Linked DNA regions of Sus scrofa: regions 1, 2 and 3 are each linked to region 4. The links are chromatin contacts, called in public Hi-C and HiChIP or PLAC-seq maps. All regions are on one chromosome and are shown on one strand. Each heading gives the region's core, a stretch centred on a gene start, on an enhancer-like site or on the middle of the called end of the contact. The rest is flanking DNA. Distances are from core to core; before and after follow the strand shown.

Region 1 (5,291 bases), core at 622-3,121, 200 kb after region 4:
GGGCGTGGGCGTGGGTCCCAGCTGTGCCACCTGCCCTAGCCTGGTGATGCATGAGTCTCAGACTTTCTCCAAGTCTCACTTTTTGCCTAACATTCTAATCCTGCTTCATTGGCACAACTCTCATAGGTCAAAAAAATCCGAGGCTCTGTTTTGGCTGAGGACAGCTTCAATGAGGTAATACGCGAAAACCTTTTAGGAGGTTCGGGCTGGGCTAATTAACTCTCAGGCTTATTCACTTTTGTTCTCTCTCTCTCCCGCCACCTCCCTCTCTCCCTGACTCTTCACTCAAGAAATCTCTCCTCATTCATGGAAACAGGGGTCACATTTGCTTGCAGCCTACGGAAGCAGATACTATGCCTTCGCAATAAGGGAGGGAAAATCAAAGTGGCTCTTTTTTCATTTTTCATCTCATCCCTCTGTTCGCCGTTGACTGAGCATCTGTCAGATGCAGGTGCTCACTAGGTGTCTGCACAGGACCTGTCCACAGAGGCCACCTGAACCTGAAGTGGGAGGAACTCCCACCCCAGGTGCCCCCATTTGCCTCTCTGCCCTCGTTTTCTTCGTGGTCTAACTGCAGGTGTGTTTCTTTCCATCTGGTACAGAAAAGGCCATGCCTAGCTTGCACACCATTTTCTGCCAGCTCTTCATTATCATCTGAACTGCCGTAAATAAAACCTTTCCACCTTAATAAAAATGGCAGGAAGTCACCCCTTGTGGATCCCATTGCTTCGGCCCCCCAGCCCTGAGCTCTGTGCTAATATCTCGGGTTAAAAATAAGCAGGAAGTGGAGTTCCCTGGTGGCCTAGTAATGAAAGGATCTGGCGTTGTCACTCCTGTGGCTCAGGTCCCTGCAATGGAGGAGGTTCGATCCCTGGCCCAGGAACTTTGGCATGTTGCAGGCAAGGCCACAAAATAAAAGAAGAAAATAACATCATAAAATAACATGTCGACATGTTTTATACATTGTGCTCGACATTGCTTATTTAATTTTCCAGTCGTCTTTGAAAGGCCTGTGGCTATGAGGCCTATTTTGCAGAGGAGGAAGCTGAGGAACAGAGAGATGGAGCAGTGGGCCCTGGGTTCCTGGGCCAGAGTTTGAACTCATGTGGTACGTGTCTGGAGTCTGTGTGCTGAACCAAAGTGTACCCTGATGGAATGTGACACCGCTCCCCCGTTAGCCCGCAGGCGAGAGCAGAAGGGAGTGGGGTGAATGCCTGAGCCAGGCGGCGTGCTGAGAGCCAGAGCAGCGTCTGCAAACGGCACCCTGTCCTGCGATCACAGGCATATTTGAGGCTGAAACAGTAGCCCAGAAACCCCCTGATAAGGCATCTTAAGACAAGCAGGTGGCTTTTGAAAGACAGCGGGAGATCCCAGGGTCTAAGCAAACACTCCTCCAGCAGAAGCCACACCCCCGACCCGAGCACATTCAGACCTGGAGCAGCCCTGCGGTCCAGCTATCGGACCATCACAGAGCAAGGACAATTAATTTCTCTGCCCCTGTTTTATCTCCCGGATCTCACAAGCCATTTCCAAGTTGAGCTTCTGCTTCCCAGTTGCCGAGCACCAGCGGGCTCCGTGGCAGGAGTTCAGAAATCTCTTGATTCCGAGAGGCCGGAGCTCACTCCAGGGCTGAAGGCTGAGTCCATGCCGGTTTTTCATAATTGGTTTTCAGAGCCGCCGGTCCCGCGATGTGTAATTGTTAGCAGTTGTAAAAAGATAACTCACATTTTTAAAAGCTTAAAGCTTGCTCTGTGCAGATAAAAACTGTGACAAATTATGTTCCGAAAAATCATAAAAGTAGAGAGAGACATGTTAATAACCAAAGGTGGCGTTTCATTTAGAGGTCAGCCAGAGCTATTAAAGTGGTCAGGAATTTCAAGCTTTGGCAGTAGTGATTTGACCATATCACTTATCTCCTCCAGCCCATGCCTAAGTATCTCCCTCAGTGAAAAAAACATAATCCACGGACAGTAATACGGAAGGTCAGGAGGAATGGGGGAGAAAAGCCGTCCTGCCAAAATAAACCCGGCTTTCAAGGAGAGACATTCAAATGGGCCAAGGCCATTAAATGCTGTGCTTCCAGCAGCTTCCCCCCCCCCAGTATGTGAGACCACGCTGACACACGTGACCACCCACACATCTAAGCACACACCCCCCCACCCACACACGCCATGTGATGCAGCCATGTGAAGATTTTTCTGCAAGAAACAAAAAGAAGGGAGCGTTGATTGGAAGATTTGATGCCACACACAACACACAAGTGTGTGAAAGGTGATCTGGTTTTCCCAGTTTTAACCAAAAAAAAAAAAGTTCTAGTTTTTTGGTTTTTTGTTTTGTTTTGTTTTGTTTCCCACATTAGCTGAGATAGAAGCAAATCCAAAAGGCAAAGAGTCCTTGGCCAGTGGGAGACACTCCGAGGTTTATCACACAGCGGTGAGGACAGAGTTAAGTGGAGCCTGGCCACGGGCCGTTTGGAAAATGGGACGTTGGTTGGATCCATCCCGGTGCATGCCACCAAGCCTGCCCCGCCACAGCCAGGCCTGTCGCCACAATTGACCCCACGTGAGATCCATTTCCTTTTTTTTTTTTTTTTTTTATTTTCCCACTGTACAGCAAGGGGGTCAGGTTATCCTTAGATGTATACATTGCAGTTACAGTTTTTCCCCCACCCTTTCTTCTGTTGCGACATGAGTATCTAGACATAGTTCTCAATGCTAGAGATCCATTTCCGAACGTGCGTTACTAGTTTCTGAGACAGCCCCGTATTCCACGCCCTGCGACTCAGATCGCAAGGGTCTCCTTCAAGGACAGTGGTGACAGCGTAAGGTAGGACGACGGTTCTAGAACATGAGACCTTGGAGAAAAGTACCAACAGCACATCACGCCAGCTGCGCTTTGGCTTTGGGACTAATGAGGTGGGCGCTGCTAAGCCCCTCCATCACCTGACTTCTCTGCGCCTTGGTTTCCTTCCCTGTGAAATGGACAGATCCCAGCCCCGGGCGCGCTCGGGCTGGGTGAGCAGAGGTGTCAGCAGTGGCGGGCTCCTCTTGGATGCCGTGTCCTCCCGTCCCTTTCTTCAAGATAACTGCATTTTCAAGGATATTTTCACATCTGGTGGAAATCAGCAAATTTCGTCATTTCTCAAATCGCTTTTTTTTTTTTAATGCCATATCATTAACTATTTCATCTTGGAAAGAGACGAGAAAACAGAGACAGATGGAGAGAGAGCTGTGCTCTGCTAAATAGATTGGCTTATAGTGGCGTGTTTGGGTTTTTTGTTTTTAGTAGAATTAATACACATTCCCCACCACCACCACCAAGTGACAAAAGTGTCTCTGCTCGTTGAAGAATAATACCGTGTGTGTTGTATAGGGCGACAGGCATACCCACTGTGACAATCTTCCACTTGGGGAGGAGGTCCTGTGCGGAGAAATCCAAGAGCAGACAGTCGGCTTTTTAAACATGAGCACGCGTGACTGGTACCATCATGTAGAAATCATAGCAGCCAAGACATAGACACTTTGCGTAAAGGTTACAGGTTGCATGCTGTTCATCCACAGGCCAGACCGTCACGCAGGACTCAGGCAGATATATGTAGCTGAACTGAATGCATTATAAATGAACATAATTATGCATTTATTTATTCCTATTCCTCATAGATCTTCTGTACCACTTAAGCACTGAGGAAGGAGAAGGAAGCGAAAACAGGAGAGAAGACCCTGTAATTGAAGCTCTGGGTCTACCACAATGCAGCAGGAGGTTTGAGGCTAGCAGCACACCCCCAAAGGCAAGCTCGGCGTATGTAGGCCCATCCATATAGAAATTTTTGTTTCCAATCTGCTATTCACTCTGCTCCCAGCGGTGTGGCTGGATAAACCTTCTGCCCTTGAGGAATTGTATCAATAAGAAATTACCTACATCTCTTTGGAATCCTCCCATGATAGAGGCAGTCTTCTCTCCTTCTTGACCATTCTTAAATATTTGGTGTCCTTCAAGGTGCCACAGTTGCTTATTTTTAAGCCAGGATATTTTAAGCAGCAGGGTATGAATGGCAAGTATTCTTAATAGATTTGTAAGAACTTCGGTTTATTCTCTTTATTCTATTTAAATGTTCTGCCCTCCTCAAAGATCTGGGCATGTATAGGTGATCAATAGTACCCATTTATTACATTACTTATAATAAAGATTGCATGCGGGTGCACATACATACACGCAGCCTCAGAGTGAAGCACTGGTAACCACTGCCTTATCCAACACTCATTGACTATTCATGTATAATGATGGACCAGACTTAGAGTAATACTAAGACGACACTAATAACTTCCCATTGGGACTCATGCTTTGACCTGCTGGTTTTTGTTGTTCTCCTTTCGTAGTGGATGTTGGGATCTTAACGATGGATTTCCATCTAGCTAGTAAGGATATAAATAGATATCCAAAAGAAACCCTCTCTTGGCCCTTTGTGCATTAAACGGACTTTCTGTCTCTTAGCCATGCTTACGGGAAGGGTTCAGAGGGCAGACATGTGGGATGGCCAATCAAATGCAAATGCTCAGCGGCACCCGCTGCTCATTCGCGGAGGGCCTGTTCGTCGTTTGGCAGGTCTCAGAGAAGAGAGAGTTCTGTCATTGCTGTGTGCTGCTGGCTTCTGGGGTCGTCAGAGGAGAATCTGCCTGCCACCCCAGAAGATAATAATAACAAAACCAAAAACAACAGGTGTGGCTTTTGGAGCAGATATTTATCGTGGGAAAATCTGCATTTGAAGCCATGGGATCTAGCTGACCTTGGAGCAGCTCCGTGGCTTAACTCATATCCACCTCTGAAGCTGGGTCCGCTCTAACTTAGTTGACGTATGGCTCTGAGCAAGTTCCCCAGGCTGCCTGAGCCGCACTGTGTGCTCTTCCGTCCAGTGGGGCTCATAAGAATGCCAACCAAATGGAGGTTTTATTGCTAATAATCTATAATATTCTCTCCAATTGAAACACTGCCTTCTCTTGGCTCTTTGACATTTGGTGGCTTCCACAGGTATCCTTGACCCCCTCAAGGAATAGACTGTCCTTGTCATTCTTTTCCCATTCTTGGTCCTTTCTAACACCAAATGTCACCTTTTGTGATCCTCTATATATGTGCAGAAAATTAGCGACTTATTTATCTACTTGATTATTTCCTTTCCTAGCAGAGCTCCGAGGGTAGGCACAAAGTTTCGATCCTTCAGAGCCTTAAAAAGTAGGAGGCAGCTCACCATTGCTCCAGAAAAATCCATTACATAAGCTATGGGCATTACAAAAACA
Region 2 (5,617 bases), core at 823-3,322, 230 kb after region 4:
CACCCTGAGGCAGAGTTAACCATTCCTTCCTTATGCTCCCGCAGACTGTATCAGACCTCCATTCAGGTATCAATCTTATTGCAGTCTCATTCTTTGGTCTCCTCACTGGGCTGAGAAATCCTCAAGGGTCGAAAGCTCCCCCCTCTTTTTCATCCTGGCCTCCCTCAAGTCTTATCTTGCATTTGGAACGTCCTAAGTGACTTTTAAGTAAATAGATATTCACATAAACTCCACTTGGCCCCTCTTCTCCCCTGCACGTTCCCTCCCTTTCAGGAACCCAAATTGGGCAATAACGGAAGATGCGAGGGCAGTATCGTGAAGAGACTGGAAGATGGGTTTGCAGGGAATGCCAAGTCCCTCTGCAGGGCTCACAGTATTAGTAGTTGGATAGTTTCTCCCAAAGATAGTCCAAGCAGGGAATCTAAAAGCCGATACCCCAGCACAGGACAGGCACTGAGCTCTAACGTCAAGCATTCACATGCAATGTGCTCTTTGACTCATCTTAGAGCACAGCCCTCACTCTGAGCAGAGCTGTGGTGGAGACCATGTGGTCCACAGCATACACCACACTGCAGATTGGGGTTTCACTTTCTTTAAAGGGGAGAGATTAAGAGCAAGCCATCCAGAACCTTACCAGTGTTTTTTATAGCCTTAACTCACTGCATCTCACTCCACCACCTCATCTGCCTTAGATGAGTCTTCCAGAACATTCTATCTGTTTTCACCCTGCCAACCTGCTTCCTGTGCCCATAGTGCCTCCAAAACTTTCTCAACCTCAGTTTCCTCATGATAAGACTATTTCTAAGGATGACTGACAAATAGCTATCATTGGCTGAGAACTTTCCACGCACTGGGTGCTGAGCCAAACCCTTGAAGAAACTTAATTTAACCCTCCTAACAGCAACAGCGACAAAAATCCACGGAGGTGTTATCTCCCTCTGGAACGTGGAGACGCTCGTGTTGCAAGGTTTCTATGAGAATTCATTAGAAGGAGAGATTTAGTGAGAAGCCTGAAGAGTGGTCACTAGCGCCTGTCCTCCAAAACAAGCCCATAGGTGTGGGCCACTTCCTCTGCTCAAGGCGCTCAGCTGGATACTTCAGTTGGATTCACTCCCTGAATTCTCTCACTGACTCTGTGACGAGGTAAGCACTCCCCACAGCTACATTGTGAAGATGAGGAAACCGAGGCACAAAGTCGCAGCTAGAAAGGGGCCTCTAACTCAGGCAGAGAGTTCAATTCCAGGGTCTGCCATCCTTGGTGGAATCATCTGCACAGGGCGTTGACAACCTCTATCTTGCAGACTTTGAGGCAGGAATAGAGAAAACAGTGTGATTATTCCAGTCACCTGCTTGCCACCCCCTAGTTCCAGGGCCAGTGTCCCTTGCATTTTATGTCTTTGCTTTCCACAGACAATGTCGACATTGGGCCATGATTTTTTTTTTCTCAATAGCTTTATAGTCTCCCTAAAATAAGGAAGCTAAATGGTGCCTGCTTATGGGGTATGAGGTGCCCCAGCTTTACCGTGGGAGATGAAAGACTACCAAATTTGTACAGAAAGCAACCAAAAAAAAAAAAAGTCAATCTTCTGAGCAGACACAATTTCTCTTGAAAGGTGACACAGTCCTTTAAAAATAGCTGTGGGCCCCATTGTGCAAAGTCTGTGACAGAGACGGACAGCTTTTAGAGAGGTGTAGTGTTCCCAGGCAGGCGGCTAGCAAGGCTCACCCAGATAGAGATAAGTAATTCGATCGGGGTGAGTGCTAAATGTTAGAGGTTAAGCTGCTATGTTCTTATTACTAATCAAACTTCAACACCCTTCCCCGGCTCCTCCACTCCCTATAAGGAAATGGTAAATGATGGTGAAGCTTCAGCCCTGGCTCTGGGCATTTTTCAGAGGTGCTGCCCATTCCCAGTCATGGGCATGTCCTGCCTCCTTCCTGAGGGCACCCTGATGAGGGCTTCCAAGTACCCCCCTGCCCCAGGATGCTGGCACTTTAAGGTTAAGTGACTCCCCGGGCCGGCACCGCCTGCTTCTCACATGGGCAGATGACAGAGTCAAAGATCCTTATTGCATCCTCTGCCAGACAAGTTCTTTCTTCATATCAGCAGGAGACAGGAGCTTTTCTGGGGTTTCACATTCATCAGCACCACTGACTCTTTCCCAGGGCACATGAAGATGTGGGAAGTGCCTCATGTGATTTGGGCCTTTCTTTTCCTATTGTTGAAGGCAGGGCGGTGCTGGAGAATATTTACTTACCAGGTCTCTGAGGCTGGAGAAGCCCAAATCGGGAGCTGTTGCCCATTTCCGTGGTGTAAATGCTCTCACCACAGCACATTTCAAGCTAGCAACGTGAGGTCACCAAATGTGGTTTGGCAGAGATTTGTGGCCTGGGCCACTCCAGCACACCACGGGTTAAAGGGCAGGTGTACGTTCCAGACCCATCCTCGCTGGGCTGGCTATGATCCCCTCTCCAGGGCAGTTCAAGCCCTCCTTGGTCCACGCCTCCTTGAGGTGGGTCTTGCCCCTTTGCTGCTATTTGATAGAAACGCCTGCAGCACTTGGAGAATGTGCAGAGAGCCAAAACTTAGCCTACTTGGATCTTCCAATGTTGGGCCAGCTTGATGCCCAAACTCCTGGCTACAAAGAAAAAGACTCTAGTCAGACTGATTCATTGCTGTTTCAGAAACACGAAAGAAAGTAGATCCTTTCCCCAGAGCCCGTGGGTACCCACACATGATCTCATCTCATGCCTCGCAAAATCCCAGCAGGCAGTGCCATCCACTCCCCACCTCCACTTTATGGATGAGCACGCAGACTCAGAGAAGCCATTTGCATCAGGCCACGCAGCTTAAGAGTGCTGAAGCCAGGATCTGATCTTGTATTTGTCATCTTTCAAAACCCATGCTTGCAACCTCTGACATGCCCAACCTGATCCCAGCATGCCCAACCAAGCATTACCAGGATGTTTGGGAGCCAGCAGAAGGAAGACAAGGTCAAGTGGGCTTCCTCTGAAAAGCTGACACAGGGCCATTGAGGCACAAAAGAGGCAAGGACATATCAAAGGACGGGATGAATAATCTAAATACATGGAAGAGTCTTCTCACTGGAGCTGATCACATGGGGGGTGGGCATGATGCTGGAGGCAGAAACAGGACCAGACACCTCTAAGGATTTTCCTGTCCTGAGGCAGCCATCCCAGGAGTCAGAAGTTACTTATGTGAATCTGAGAGTCACCCCCACTCCCTTCCAGCTGTTCCCTTCTGGTCTCACTCAGAATAGAACTGCCTATGTCCGTCTCCCTCAGCAGCAACCCGAACCCCAGGGTCTTTCTTTGCAGGCTAAGGTCCTTCTACTTTCCAGCTGTTCCATGCGTGAAACAGGTGTTTGCTCCACTGTCCTCCTGGCCACCAGTTTCCAGACTCCTTCTTGAATGTCAAGGTCTCACTTTAAGATGCAACATGGGGGCTGGGTGCCTGGGGTATAAGGGTGGCCTTGCTCTGGAGCGCTCAGCCCGGGAGCAGTTTGGAGCTGATCTGGGGGATGGTTGACTTGCTATCTGAGTTCTACTCCTTGGCTGGGTGCATCCTAAGCCACAAGGCTAAGCCTAAGCATCAGCTCCAAGTGGTGGCGTGGATGATCTGATGAACTTGGAGGACAGTGCACCTGACTTTCCTCTCTTCTACAAGACTCGCCAGCAAGGGTGGCCCCCAAACATGGGCATCCCAATAAAGAGGCTTCTTGCTGCGCCCCAGAACTTCCTGTTACATCACCGTCAACAAAGTCCTCTGTCTCTAAGCTCCTGGAGTCAATACCAGCATCACTTCCTGAGCCCTCCCTCAGACTTATCAGTGTGCCCTTCAGGGCATAGGTCCACCAGATGACCTGGTTTAGGAAGGAGAGGGATGGCATCACACAGTCTCCTGATTCTCAGTTTCCAGAGGGGTGGTGGGGACTGGGGGTGATGTGTGTGCAGGATGCTGTCTACAGGGAGAGACTGGAAAGCTGGGGGCTTGTTAAAGTGCCAGACTTGTGCCGGGCTAGGAATGTGCCTGGCTCCCTGTCCCTGCCAACTTCCAGGGACACATGTGGACCAAAAACACTAGCTGTGTTCCTGCCTTCATTCTGCTTTGTTCAAGCTGCCCTGAGAAAGTGCATTTTGTCCCTTCCAGTGCTGGAATTTCTGGCCTTCCCGGGAAGCTGTGGGTGGCCTGTCCCAGTGCTCATGGCAGTGACCACTCCTGCTGGGAAGATCCTCTTGGCATCAGAGCAGCTTCTGCATCATCCTGGCAACGGCCAGGCTGGCGACTGCTTCTTGGGCTGCATAGACCTTGGACTCCCCAGAATTGGGTCCCAGTGCTAAGAATCGGGAGGTGCCTTGGGCTTTGTAACTGGAGAGGCCCTCGTGTGTTACGGCGAAGCCAGAACTTCACTTAAAAGCTAACAGCAGTGGCATTTGGTGCCTCTGGGTGCCAGGCATGTATAAACACCCACCTACATGATCTCCTTTCAATTTCACAGAAAGGCCAAGTGATCGGTCCAGGGTTGAGGAGCGGCAGTTGAGGTGGGGTTTGTGTGAGTCCCCCTCTGTCTAGCCCACCTAGTGAGTTTCCAGGCCCCACCAGGATCTGTGGAGCGGGATGGGATCCTGTGACTGTGTTGGACTGCCTTCTCCCAAATGAACGTCATCAAAATTAAAAATAATCACAGCTGGGGATCAGTGAGCAGGGAGGGGTCAAGGGTCGAGCTGCCAGTCATGTTCTGCTCACTTGAAGTTCCGACCGCTGAGCCTGGCACCCCAGCCTGCGGGAACAGGGGCTGATCCTGATGATTGTCACCCTGCACCCTGTAGAGGGGAGGGGCACTCTGACAGCCCCGGCACCTGGGGTCCAAGCAGGGGGGCGGGCTCTGCCTCCAAACCAAGAGTTTAGCTATAGCGGACAGGGCTCCTGGGGGGCCCTACTGTCCTGCTGCCCCTCCCCCATGTGGCCGGAGGCTGTAGAGCAAGCTGTGCCCCAGAATGGGCACCCTGAGTCCCTTCCACATACCCGAGAGGTGTCGCTGGTGATGAAGCAACATCGCCCGCAAATTGGCCACTTGCATTCCTTCGTGTGTCGTCCAGGTGCTATGCTGGTTATTCTGTACTGAGACTGCGTGTCCTGCTGGGCAGCCCCAGCGTGGAGGCGGTTGGCCATTGAGGAGTAGGGGTGCCGAGGCCCCTGAGACCAGCAGGGCTCCTTGTGAGGGGAAGCATCCATCCCCTCTGTCCGTGGGGCTCGTCGCACTCCAGGAGGGGAGGACAGGGAAATGTCTCCTGTGTGCTCAGTGTCTGGGACGGGGGCCAGTGCACCATGTGCCCACTCCACAGCCATCTCCTGCACGCTCACCTGGGCAGCATCTGGTCCCGGCTGGCTACCAGGGATCCAGTGGTGCAAGTGGCAGACAGGGCCCCATCCTCATGGAGCTCAGAGACGGACACCGAGGTCAATTAGAAAATCACCCCCTCACCGTAAACTCTCACAAATGCCAAGGTCAGTGCAGGGTAGCTCAGCGGGGCCAACCTATGTGTCAGAAACTGGAGGCACAGTGCCCATGAGAATTTTAGGGGCCCATGAAGA
Region 3 (5,154 bases), core at 438-2,937, 160 kb after region 4:
CGCTGGGTCCAGACACGCCCTGGTTGGGCACCTCCTGGGTGCCCACCGTGTGCTCGGCCCTGGGCATTGGCAGCTCCTCCTCGCAGCCCTTACGCTAAGCGGTTCCCCATCCATCTCTGGGTACGGAGGGCGCCTGGGCGCATGTGTACTCTGCTTCCCGGCAACTCGTGGGGGACCCCAGGGCCCTTCCCACCTGGCCAGGGAGAGCCCCCTTCGCTGGTGCTCCCTCCTTCCCGTTCTTAGAAACACGCCGTCTATCGCTTCCTTCCTGCATCCAGGTGGTACCCTTTCCACTCGAGGGAAAGGAGAACTTGACCCATGTCCAAAGGGAAGCCATGTGTCATAATTAGGGAAGTGGAAAATAGAACTGAGCCGAAGGAATCTGGTTCTGAGTGTGTCTGTCTGTTCCCCAGACTGTAAACAGAGACCTCGGTCAAGTGCCTGGTCTCCAAAGCAGGGGGGAAAAGCAAAGAATAAACAAACACCCCAAACAAATAGCAAAGGAAACACGCAGTGCACAGGGCTTGGGGTTTGTGACATTTTATTCTCCATAGTGGATTTTTCAGCATCTGTTTCTGCTTTCTTCCCCCGACGCCGGGGTCCACCCTGGTCCCTCCGGCACCGTCCCCAGTTGCTTTGCTTTCTACTGTCCCCTCTCTCTGTGATACTATAGTTTTGCATCTTTGGACCCACTGGAGGAAGACAGACTGTTTGGTTTAGCAGGATACTGATCCCCCAAGCCCAGTTTCCTTATCCAGACCACGAAGAGAATAATAAATAGACCCCCTCCCACAGGGCAATGGGGACACATACATAAGTGGGTCTCTGCTAAGCTCCAGCTCCGTGCCCAGCATGCAGTGGTGTCTCATAAATGCTGCTTCTTGAGAAACGATGACTGCCCGCGTGAAGCCCAGGGCAGCCAAGTGAAGAGCCCTGGATTGGGGCGTGGAAAGCACAACTGCCACCCGCTCCACCTGGTGACCTAGGGAGGCCCAGCCGCATCTTTGAAACGGGGTGGGCCTTGGAGGCCCGCAGGCCTGAGGTCACGCCTAACCCTGCCTCTTTGAATTCATGTACAAATCTCAGGACACCTCAGTTCCTCAGCGGTTTAGTGGGAATAGTAATAGTACCTGCTTGATCTCAAGGACGAGAGGAGAGCAGGTGCATGTGGATTGCAGCACAGCACGTGGGCCTTTAAGACACGTTCAGTCAATTTCAGCTACTAGGGTCAGTGTGGCTAGGAGTCCTTTGTCTTTGCATGTCTTATTTTTGGATGAGGATCTCAGTGCGTCCCTGGAGATGGGCTTGCAGCACCAGCAGTGCGGCGTGGGACGATGCAAGAGGGAGGGCTGACCCGCCTTCAGATTCCCATCGGAGCCCCCTTGCTGTGCACACTTAGCCATCCACTTTGCCCTCTCTGAGCTCCTCCCCCGTGGGCTTTTCGGTCACGTGGGAGACAGGGTCTTGTCTGCCAGGCTCTCGGGGGGATCAAGCGAGGGCCGTGGACAGAACCAGGGGCACAGAGCAGGCGTTTGGCGAACACTGCTTCCCACGGCCGGATCCTTACATAACTTCCCGTAGCCCGCTCGGGGCTGTTGGCTCCTTGGCGGTGAGGCCAGGCACTGCCTCTCAGCCACATGCCCCAGTGAATATTTCAGACGTCCTGGGTTTCTAATTGTGGCGAAGCCTGAGAGCCACCTAATCCGCCCGCGTATTAACTGCTCTGCTTCCAAACGGGGCCTCTGGACCAGGGCTGACACTTGCCGAGCTAATAATGACTCGATTCATTCCTCGCGCCAAGTGCCAGAACCGCATAATCTGCGCAGCAGAAATAACTCCTGTAATTAGAGATGCCTGAGGGAACCCCCACCAAGAGCCGTGTCGCTCCCCATGTGGGAACCCCCCGGTCCCCCAGGGCCACAGGCCTCTGCAGGTTTCTAAAGCCCGCTCAGACCTCGCGTCTCTAAGAGACGAGGTCTCCTCCAAGGAATGCATTCCAGCCCCAGAAATACTCGCAGCAGAAGCCCCAGGTCCCTGGTGCCCCAGGCTGACTCTTGTCTCCACCAACAGGCCTCTGGGGAGGTGGGCCAGTAGCTGCCCGTCTAGGGTGGAAACTCCTGCCCGCCCTGCATTCTCCTCCATCCCTGCTCCCAGCCCATGTGGCCCCCTCCCCAGACGAGGCGGAAGTTTCTCTTATAAGGGGGGAAAGGAAGTATTGCGATTGAGCAATGCCCAGAGCCAGCCTGCGATTTCTCCAGGCAGACGCTGGGGCCGCAGTGGGGCTGGGCTCTGGAATCGCTGGGAGAGTGATTAGGGGTCTTCAGGAGGCCAGGGTCTGGGGGTGTCCTTGGCTCAGATGCAGAACAGGGTCCAGCCAGTTCTCCTCGGGGTGGCTGTGAGGGTGGGTGTGCAGGGCCTGGCTCTGGGCAGACCCAAGGTCACGTCCGTCCCCCTTGAGGTGGAGTTGGAGACTGTTCAAGCATTTTCCATGGGTCACGTGGCCGTCTCCAGCCTCCCCAGACAATCCCAAACCAGCTACATCATGGTCTTCCACCCTAGCCTCTTCCGTACCAGGGATGTAGGTCTGAACATCCCCAGGAGACAGGAGAAAGCACAAGAGATCCTTCACTCTTGGAGGTCATGGAATTGGCCCCATCCCTCTGCCCAGCAAGGGGCAGAGCCAGGATTCCGGTGCAAGCCGGTGGGAACCCAAGTCCTGTTCTTCGCTTCCTGCACACTGGGGCAACGTCCTGCCGTTCGTGACATAGGCATGCATGTGTGCGCACACACACACACAGGCTCCCGGGAATCCACGGAGCATTCTCCCATTCTTAGCCTTTGCCACATGCACCCCAGGTGGTCTGGGCAGATGCAGGAGTTACTCAGTGCAGGGACCCCAGAGATCATTTCATGTCTGTTTAAGCAACTGAAACAGCCCAACGTGTTCTCAAGGGTGGGATTCCTGGACAGATAGATCTCTCCCTTTGAGTACCAGCCTTTAGGAGAAGAGTCTCCTTGGGTCATTGATCCCCGTGGAATAATGCTTTGTTTAAAACCTACCCCCAAAGTGTCACCTTTTAGCTCCGTCACTGGGCAAGAGTGTCGGGACTCTGACCAGGCATCAGGCCCTGCGTGCCATGGCAGAATCCTGGGGATGCCAAGGTGACAACCCAGCTCGTGTTTCTAAGGGGGACTCAGTGCCTTCCTGGGGGCAGATGGCCAGTTAAACCAACACGTCAACGGTGTGGCAGGTGGCAGAACAGAGGTCGTGCTAGGGTTTCCCTTTTCAGTATCCTCACAACTGGCCAGTCCTTGGGGAGTGAACTCAATTCGGGGGAACCCAGAAAACATGAGTCACAGTCAAGTCTAGTGAATACCCTTGATTGTACAAGAACCAGTATATTAGGAGTGAAAAGAAAGCAACACAGGCTCTGTGTGTGTGTGTGTGTGTGTGTGTGTGTGTGTGTGTGTGTGTGGGGTTAGCATGGCAGATCCCAGCAGGTCACAGTGGTGTTGGAAGAGTGTTAGCACACATGCCTGACCTGCAGTAGGTGCTTTAGAAATGCTTAAGCGGACCCATGTTAAAAAGAATTAATCTCATTTTTAGATCGGCTTTGCTCTTTTATAACATAAATCACAAGCGTCACACACCCCAGTTCTCCAGCTAAATACCTGAAATCAGGGGGCTTCAATTTTATTCCCTGCCCTCATCCTGTCTAAGGAATTTTCCTGAGAGCAGGTTTCCTTTCCTTTGATGTGTGTTTGTTTAAATTTTATTGGAATATAGTTGACTGACAAGCTTGTCTTAGTTTCACATGTACAGAAAAACCAATCAGTCATACATGTCTAAGTGTCCGTTCTTTTTTCCCATGTGGGTTATTACAGACTATTGAGTAGATGTGCTGTATAGTTGGTCTTTTTCCTATTGTATATACAGTAGCGTGTCTGGAGACCCCTCTCTGCGCCGGGTGGGGTGTTCTACTCTTAGAATCACTGCAGAACATGCCTTTGTTCCTTTTCAGACATTGGCGCCCCAAAGGGCCAAACTTGTTGGTTATATCAGACTGTCACCCCAGATGTGCAAAGGACAGACGGACCCTGGTCGGCCGAGTGCAGCTGGGGCCAGTGATTTGGGGGAGACTGGTTTCTGGTCAAACATTCTAAAGCCAGTGTACTCCTGGCCTGGGAGCTTGAAGGATGAATCTGGGGACAAAAGAGAAATGCCCCCTGTGGAGTTCCCATTGTGGCTCAGCAGGTTAAGAACCTGACATAGTCTCCACGAGGATGCAGGTTTGGTCCCTGGCATCGCTCAGGGAGTGAAGGATCTGGTGTTGCTGCAAGCTGCAGGCTAGGTCACAGATGTGGCTCTGATCCTGCATCGCTGTGGCTGTGGTGTCCACTGGGAGCTGCAGCTCTGATTTGACCCCTAGCCGGGGGACTTCCATCTGCCGCAGGTACGGCTGTAAAAAGAAAAAAAAAGGGGGGGGGAGAGAAGTGGCTTTGGAGGTAGACTAGGGAGGAAGAGCTCTGCTGGCCAGCTGCACGACCCTGAGCAGACCTTGCCCCCACCTGGGCCCCTGTTTCCTCTCGGGCAAATGGGGATGAGATACGGCACCTGTGTCACTCACAGCGTGGCTGTAGGAGTGCGTGAGTGGACGTGCCTGGTGTTTTGGGTACACAGTGAGAGCTCAAGGACGACTAGTCTTAAAGAGCCTTCTCTGTGGACTGCCTCTCTCTGGTCACAGAAGGTGCTACTTTTTTAAGTATGAGGCTTTGCCCTTGGACATGGGGAACGTTGAGGCTTTCAATATATAGTTGGTAGTTGAGAGGAAGATTCTAAAGAAAAAAGTGTGTGTGTGTGTGTGTGTGTGTGTGTGGTGTGTGCATGGGAGGGGATCCCTGTATGTGCTCTGAGTATATGTACGTGTGAGTGTGAGTGGAGCCTTAGCAAGATCAGCCTCCTCTGATAAGGCACGCCGTCTGTGACAGGTGGGGTCTTGGTCCGCTCTGTCCCCTGCCCCATGCCCTGCTGGGGCCCAGCCCTGAACACTGAGCAGCCGGATCTGGGCCGAGAGAGGTCCAGGCCATTGGCAACTGCTGACCACTGGCGAGTCATTATCTGGTGCAAATCCTTTCGATCCTACAATTGCAGTA
Region 4 (5,828 bases), core at 3,001-5,500:
CGTGGACTCAAGTTGTTTTATCTCCCTGAGAGTCTGTGAACTCACCTGTGAAGTGGGCTAAGACGGTGTCTGTGTCACGTGGCATCTGGAGCCCTTCCATAAGCCTGCACTTCAGGGCCTGAAATATAGAAGGTGCTCAATCAATGGCGACTGTCATTCTCAGGTTCAGAGGTTTCACATTACATCTATGACCTCATCCGTTGGGGTGAAAAGGGTGCCAGCTGTCTCCCTGGCACCCAGGCCCCTGGGTTTGAATTTTGCAGCTCTGACATTTCAAGGTGGCAGATCTCATGGCACCTGAAGAATTTCTGGGAGCCATCTGTTCTCAAGTCCATGCGTCACAAACAACAACCTGTGCGTACTTTAAAAAGACGGATGGGGTTCCGAGGGCTACAGAGCAAAGTCCAGAGTGACATCCATCTATGGTCAGGTTTGGCCGGGAATGGAGACAGTGAGTCTGGTTTGAGTGTCCATCTGGCTGAGTTCGTAGACCAGCTCCACTGATTTACAGCTGTATGACCTTAATCTTCTGAGGGGCCAGTGTTCTTGGCTATAAAACGGGCCTTGCAATAGTACCTTCCTTTTAGAATTCTTGTGAAAAGTAAACATGATTTTGAATATAAAGCACTCGTCAGAATGCCGGGTGCAGTAAATACCCAGTGACTGTTGAGGCTGCTGACGTCATTGTCAGGTATCAAGGCGTCTTTGGATGTATCTGTTGGGGCAGCCTCACCACGTTGGAGCGGTGAGTCTGAGTGTGACTCTGTGCTGGCTGAAAGTGGATTTGAGCTGAGAATAGATTCACCAAATGACCCACTTTATCATTTAATAAAATGTGCTGATTTGGCAAGTTGAGATCACGGTCTTCCCCGGATCTTATGGATGTGCAGACATGGTGAGCCTCTGGGTGCATGTGCATGTACACACACACACACACACACACACACACACACACACACACACACTCATACTCATGCAAATGTCTGCTCCCATGTGAATCTAAGTCCAGATACACACAAGTTTCCCTACCAACATCGTTGTGAAATATGTGCTTTTTGTTGCTGTTGTTGACTGGCAGAAATTGGCAGTGAATTCCATGCTCTGAAATTTCATAGACTCTGTCTGGGCCAAAGTTTTATAAAAAGTATATTGCCTACTCAAGGCAGTGTTGGTGACAGCTGCCTTACATAGTTGAGTAAGGCACTAGGATTGTGATGGCTCATAGCTTAAAAGGGACTTCTATTTATTTTTCCTATCCTATTTGTCTGTCTGTCTATCTAACCTATCTGTCTATCCATCCATCCATCCATCTGTCTATCCATCCAACTACCCATTTATCTATCCATCTATCCATCATCTCTCTCTATATATAAATGTATGTATATACACACATACATACATATATATATATATGTAATCTATTTCTATCTATCTGCCTATCATCTATCTGTCCATTTCTGTGCATTTATCTGGCATGTCTTTATGGAGCACCTACTGTGTACCTTGCATGTAAAACCAAGGGTGAGTTGGACATAATCTTGATTCTGGGAATACTGTCAGCTGTGGTAGAGAGGCGTATAAGCAGATAATGAACACAAAACTTTGTCCATGGCTCCATTTATGATCTTGATTTTCGTTACCATCTCACATGGGGCTATGGCTCAACTGAAGAAGAAGCAGGTGCCGTCTCTAAGCCTTCATGAGTAATGCATGTTGTCTATAAATATATGAGAACTATCCATACTCACTCATATTTCCAGCTCTTCTTTCCCTCTTGGACCTAACAATACTTCCACATGCCTCTGGGTGTTACCATGATCCCCTAAGTTGATGGGACCAATAAAATACTAGTGGGAATAACTAGTGGTGTTTCTGGGTGGAAGCTTTTAAGAGTCAGAGTAGGATTGTCTGAGCTCCTGTTGAATGCTGTGGCATTTAATTCCCCATATTAAGGAAGGCTTCACTCAGGAAAGTCAAAATCCTTGAGCCAGACTTGGAAGCAAGAGTAGAAGTTCCTTAAGAGTAATTCATCTCATCCTTACAGCAGTGTTGTGAAACAGGTTGTATTTTCATCACTGTCCTTGCCATCATCACCAGTGGATGAGAAGATTAAAACCGATGCCTGGAGAGACTAAGAGGCCAGCCCACTGTCCATGGAAGAACCTACACTCAGATTGATTTTTTTTCCCTCCAGGTGTAGGCTCCTTTTAGACAGTACCTGAAAAGGAGCTGGTGACTGGTCACTCGTCTTGAAGGTGGACACTATTGGCCGTATTTTGTAAATTGCAGGTCTTAGGGATATAGGGCATTGCATGTAATGTATCAAAACCTATGTGGTTATGAGTGTTGAGTTAGTTTTGTAGCATTGCATTCCAGGAATCATTCTGGCACTTTCTCAGAGTGAGACATAGTCTTTTAAATCCAGATGCCCAACTGGCCTGACACCTTGGTTTCCAAGAGGAAAACCACAAGGTAAAGTGGTGAGATAAAGGGGGACACACACAGAAAAAGAAGCAGCAGCATGCACGGCACTTAACTTTTTCTTTTAACTCAAAGAAAAATAACAATAATAAATCCCCCTCGGATGCAGTGTTCATTGGAAGACATACATGACATACACTTTCAAAGCTTAGGAATAAGAGCTTTTCTGTCTGTCGTCCAGTTGGACTTCAAGAGCCGTCTTTGAACCGGTCACCTCCCCAAGTTGATTCTGGTCTCTTTCCTCCAAGGGTTGTCATTTAAAATGGATCTCGAGGCCGAGAGCGCACCTAAGAGTAGGGTATAAGGAGGGTGGCAGCGAGGACCCCAGGTGAGCCGAGGGTGTGGAGAGCAGGGTGCCTGCGTTTCCCACGCCTGGCCCATCCCTCCCCTGTCTTATGTCCCCTCTCTTCCTGCGTTCTCCTCCGGGGAGGTGGACGGGGGCCGTGGCCTGGCCTGACCTAGTGCACCCGGTTTAGCAGGCATTGTGTGGGTGGCAGGGAAGGCGGGAGAAGGCTCTGTCTGAAGGGAGGACACTCTGGGATTTGAAAATTCATTTCTCCACGTCCCCATGAGCAGAGTTAATCACCCAGGAGGCCGCCCCGAGGTTGCCGGAGCTGCAGGCCCACGTGGAAGGACAGGTCACAGCCCGTGGGGAGCGGATCACCGTCCCTTTTCCTTCTTGCTCCGTTTCTGGAAGCTTCAGCTGCGGACGCAAGATCAGGTTCTGCGCTCCACGGGCACTGGAGCGGTCTGAGCAGATGGCCTGCGCTCTTCCCACACTTCTCCTGGGTCTATTTCTCGCATCAGAGAGGGCACGTCTGATTCAGCTGAAGCGTTTAGGGCTGGTCATTCACCAGAAGACCAGATTCCTAATTACAGGGATTTCAAGCAGCAAGTTCTAATATGCGGAGTTTTTTTTCTTTTTTTTTGAGCCCATCCCTTGACCTTTCGTTTTTGATTCAGCTGTGTAGAAAACAGAGAATCTGTGAGAGAGCCGGAAACCACATTCGATGGGCCCCTCACATGAAAAAGTGATTTTTAGACACAGAAATAAAACATAGGTCCAAGGCCAGCACGTTACCCCCCTTTAAAAGTATCGGCTTCTCTTCTGTTGATAAAAAAGATGACCCTTTGAGGAATAGATAAATAATTTCTTGGCGCATGTTCTTGGTCCATGTCTCCAGTTTAACTTTTACACAAAGAGACCAGTGACGAGAAGATAAATATAGAGAGAAAAGAAAGAAACTAAGACACTAAGTTATCCCAAAGGGCATTCCTGTGTTAGTCATCTTATAAAAATTATATGTACCACAGAATATCTATTTTTAGAGGCCAGGAGGTTATGTGAAGCAGTTTAGATGTCGGCAGAGACCCAGAGGCCAGCTCCCAGTGATGATACTGGATATTTAGATATTTGCTTTCTTTATTTTAACTCTGCAAAGCTGGTACCGACCACATGGCTGTGTTGGCCACTTGGGGCAGCAAGACTGGACCATGTGCTTCTTCAGAGATATCCGAGGTTCTAAGTGATGCTTTTGTGTTATTTTTGCCCATCTTCTTGCCCTGGTTAAAACACACACACACACACACACACACACACACCACACACACACACACACACACACACACCCCCCACACACACACACACGCAGGAGGTCAGTATGCACCTTCTCTATTTTTTCTTTTGGCTGCCCCGAAGCCTGTGGAGTTCCTAGGCCAGGGATCAGATCCCAGCCCTAGCTGTGACCTAAGCTACAGCTGCGGCTACACCCGATCCTTAATCCACTGTGCCAGGCCAGGGATCTGACCGGTAGCTCGGCGCTCCCAAGATGCTCCCAACCCCATTGTGCCACAACGGGAACTCCCACATTCTCTGTTTTAACACCCAGCAGAGGCCTCTTTCAGGAGAGGAGAGGGTGGCCCCAACTCTTAGGCAGTTACAATTCAACTTTTATTAAAAGCCTAAAAGAGCCAGAGAAGAGACTCGTCCAAATGATCTGATGAGGAAACTCTATTTCCACTGTTTCTCGTGAGTTAAATCCTGCCTGAGCTTGTAGAGGCCAGATTATCTGTGGCTTCTCTTCAGAGCCGAATACACTCACTTTAACTACTGAGCAGCTGAAAATCTGTTGGATTTAGTGCTTCAGGCTGCAGGGAAAGGCACCAGAAATGCACCAGCTTCTGTCTGCCTGCATGTTTGCTTTTGTGTTACTTTCCTTCATTCGGTGCAGCTCTGATGCAAGCTGCCTCTCAAGGTGCAACTCTCATTTGCCCCAAAGACTCGTCTCCCTGTGGCTCAGGCTGGCGCTGCCACAGGCGACACGCTGGAGCATGGCGGTGACACAGCCGCACGTCCAAGGCCCCCTCCCTTCCCCTCAAACGGCCGTTGGCCTGTTTCTACTCCACACTCCATGCAGGTAATCGGAGCCGGCTAGCGCTGGAGAAGGTACCCGAGTAGCCCAGAAAGGCTCCCTCTGTGCTGCTCGGGGATGCTGGCCAGATTTAGCAACTGAAATCACAAGGCGCCCAGTTCCATGTGAATTTCAGATAAATGACAAGTACATTTTTAGGATAAGTGGGCTCAATGTGATATCGAGACTTATCCTAGTAATTGTTCACTGTTTATCTGAAATTCACATCAAACTGGGCGTCCTGCGTTTGACCTGGTGTACCCTGGGGAACCTTCCTTAGGGGCATCTGTATGGGCTCCAGGCTACCCAACCCCTCTCCCACCCCAGGGCACGCAGCCCTTAGAAAACAGAAGAGGACAGCACACACCCTAGATCCCTGGTGCTTTTCTTGTCTGTAAGGGGACCTCAAGGTTTCCTGGTTTAAGAAACGACTCCCACAACCCTTTTAGGGACAAGAGAAGCAGCACATGGGAGCTGTTTTCCCCCAACTCCACTGCTGTCCTTTAATTTAATTTTTGCAGCTGGAGAGACTTGCCTTACCCCAAATGCTCAGGCAAAGCAATACATGATTCTAACAGCTCTGTAGCCCTAGATTGAAAATGGTTCATGATGGTAACTATCTTTCATCTGGTGTGTTCAGAGTGTCTGCTTTAACTCTGTTGCTCCTCCAAACACTGGGTACAGCAGAAATTCTAGGAAAATGGATCTTGGGGAGTTGCGACTTTACCCAGAGTCTTATAGCAAACTCCCAGCTGGGCAAGTCTTGGATGGACCTCCTAGTTTCTCCTCCAATGGGCCTTTCCACACCCTAGTGCCATCTCCTTAACAGACAGAGCCCTCGACTGGGTCTTGCATCCTTTCTGGCCACAGGGAATTGGCTCAAGGTAACCACTTGCCATTTCTTCCACCATCTTTCTATCTCCAAGGTTGTCATGA

The links. A called contact is a pair of places that touch in the nucleus more often than the background predicts. HiChIP or PLAC-seq counts read pairs in DNA pulled down with a chosen protein or histone mark.
Region 1: a contact with region 4 is called in an H3K27ac HiChIP or PLAC-seq map of skeletal muscle. The contact joins two enhancer-like sites. A contact is called at or near these places in 2 of 47 Hi-C or Micro-C datasets (both in skeletal muscle) and 1 of 2 datasets of contacts at active chromatin or transcription factors (skeletal muscle).
Region 2: a contact with region 4 is called in a Hi-C map of skeletal muscle, with 11 times the contacts expected there. The contact joins two enhancer-like sites. A contact is called at or near these places in 2 of 47 Hi-C or Micro-C datasets (both in skeletal muscle) and 1 of 2 datasets of contacts at active chromatin or transcription factors (skeletal muscle).
Region 3: an H3K27ac HiChIP or PLAC-seq map of skeletal muscle shows a contact between it and region 4. The contact joins two enhancer-like sites. A contact is called at or near these places in 3 of 47 Hi-C or Micro-C datasets (psoas muscle and skeletal muscle) and 1 of 2 datasets of contacts at active chromatin or transcription factors (skeletal muscle).

Annotation. Positions count from the first base shown.
Region 1 is chr6:8,736,575-8,741,865 of Sscrofa11.1, forward strand. The region is part of intron 2 of MAF (transcription factor Maf); the gene reads left to right. Among named protein-coding and RNA genes, the nearest start is that of MAF, 270 kb to the left of the region's middle. Within about 2 kb of position 1,872, at least 4 of the 83 cell types and tissues checked have an H3K27ac peak or open chromatin away from gene starts, as enhancers often do. A contact at or near this core is called in skeletal muscle, where this site is marked.
Region 2 is chr6:8,766,164-8,771,780 of Sscrofa11.1, forward strand. The region is part of intron 2 of MAF (transcription factor Maf); the gene reads left to right. Among named protein-coding and RNA genes, the nearest start is that of MAF, 300 kb to the left of the region's middle. Within about 2 kb of position 2,073, at least 3 of the 83 cell types and tissues checked have an H3K27ac peak or open chromatin away from gene starts, as enhancers often do. A contact at or near this core is called in skeletal muscle, where this site is marked.
Region 3 is chr6:8,691,179-8,696,332 of Sscrofa11.1, forward strand. All of the region lies in intron 2 of MAF (transcription factor Maf), which reads left to right. Among named protein-coding and RNA genes, the nearest start is that of MAF, 230 kb to the left of the region's middle. Within about 2 kb of position 1,688, at least 10 of the 83 cell types and tissues checked have an H3K27ac peak or open chromatin away from gene starts, as enhancers often do. A contact at or near this core is called in skeletal muscle, where this site is marked.
Region 4 is chr6:8,531,866-8,537,693 of Sscrofa11.1, forward strand. The region is part of intron 2 of MAF (transcription factor Maf); the gene reads left to right. LOC106510470 (a long non-coding RNA gene) reads right to left here and starts at 955. Exons shown (of 2, transcript XR_002345300.1): 1 at 1-955. Within about 2 kb of position 4,251, at least 2 of the 83 cell types and tissues checked have an H3K27ac peak or open chromatin away from gene starts, as enhancers often do. A contact at or near this core is called in skeletal muscle, where this site is marked.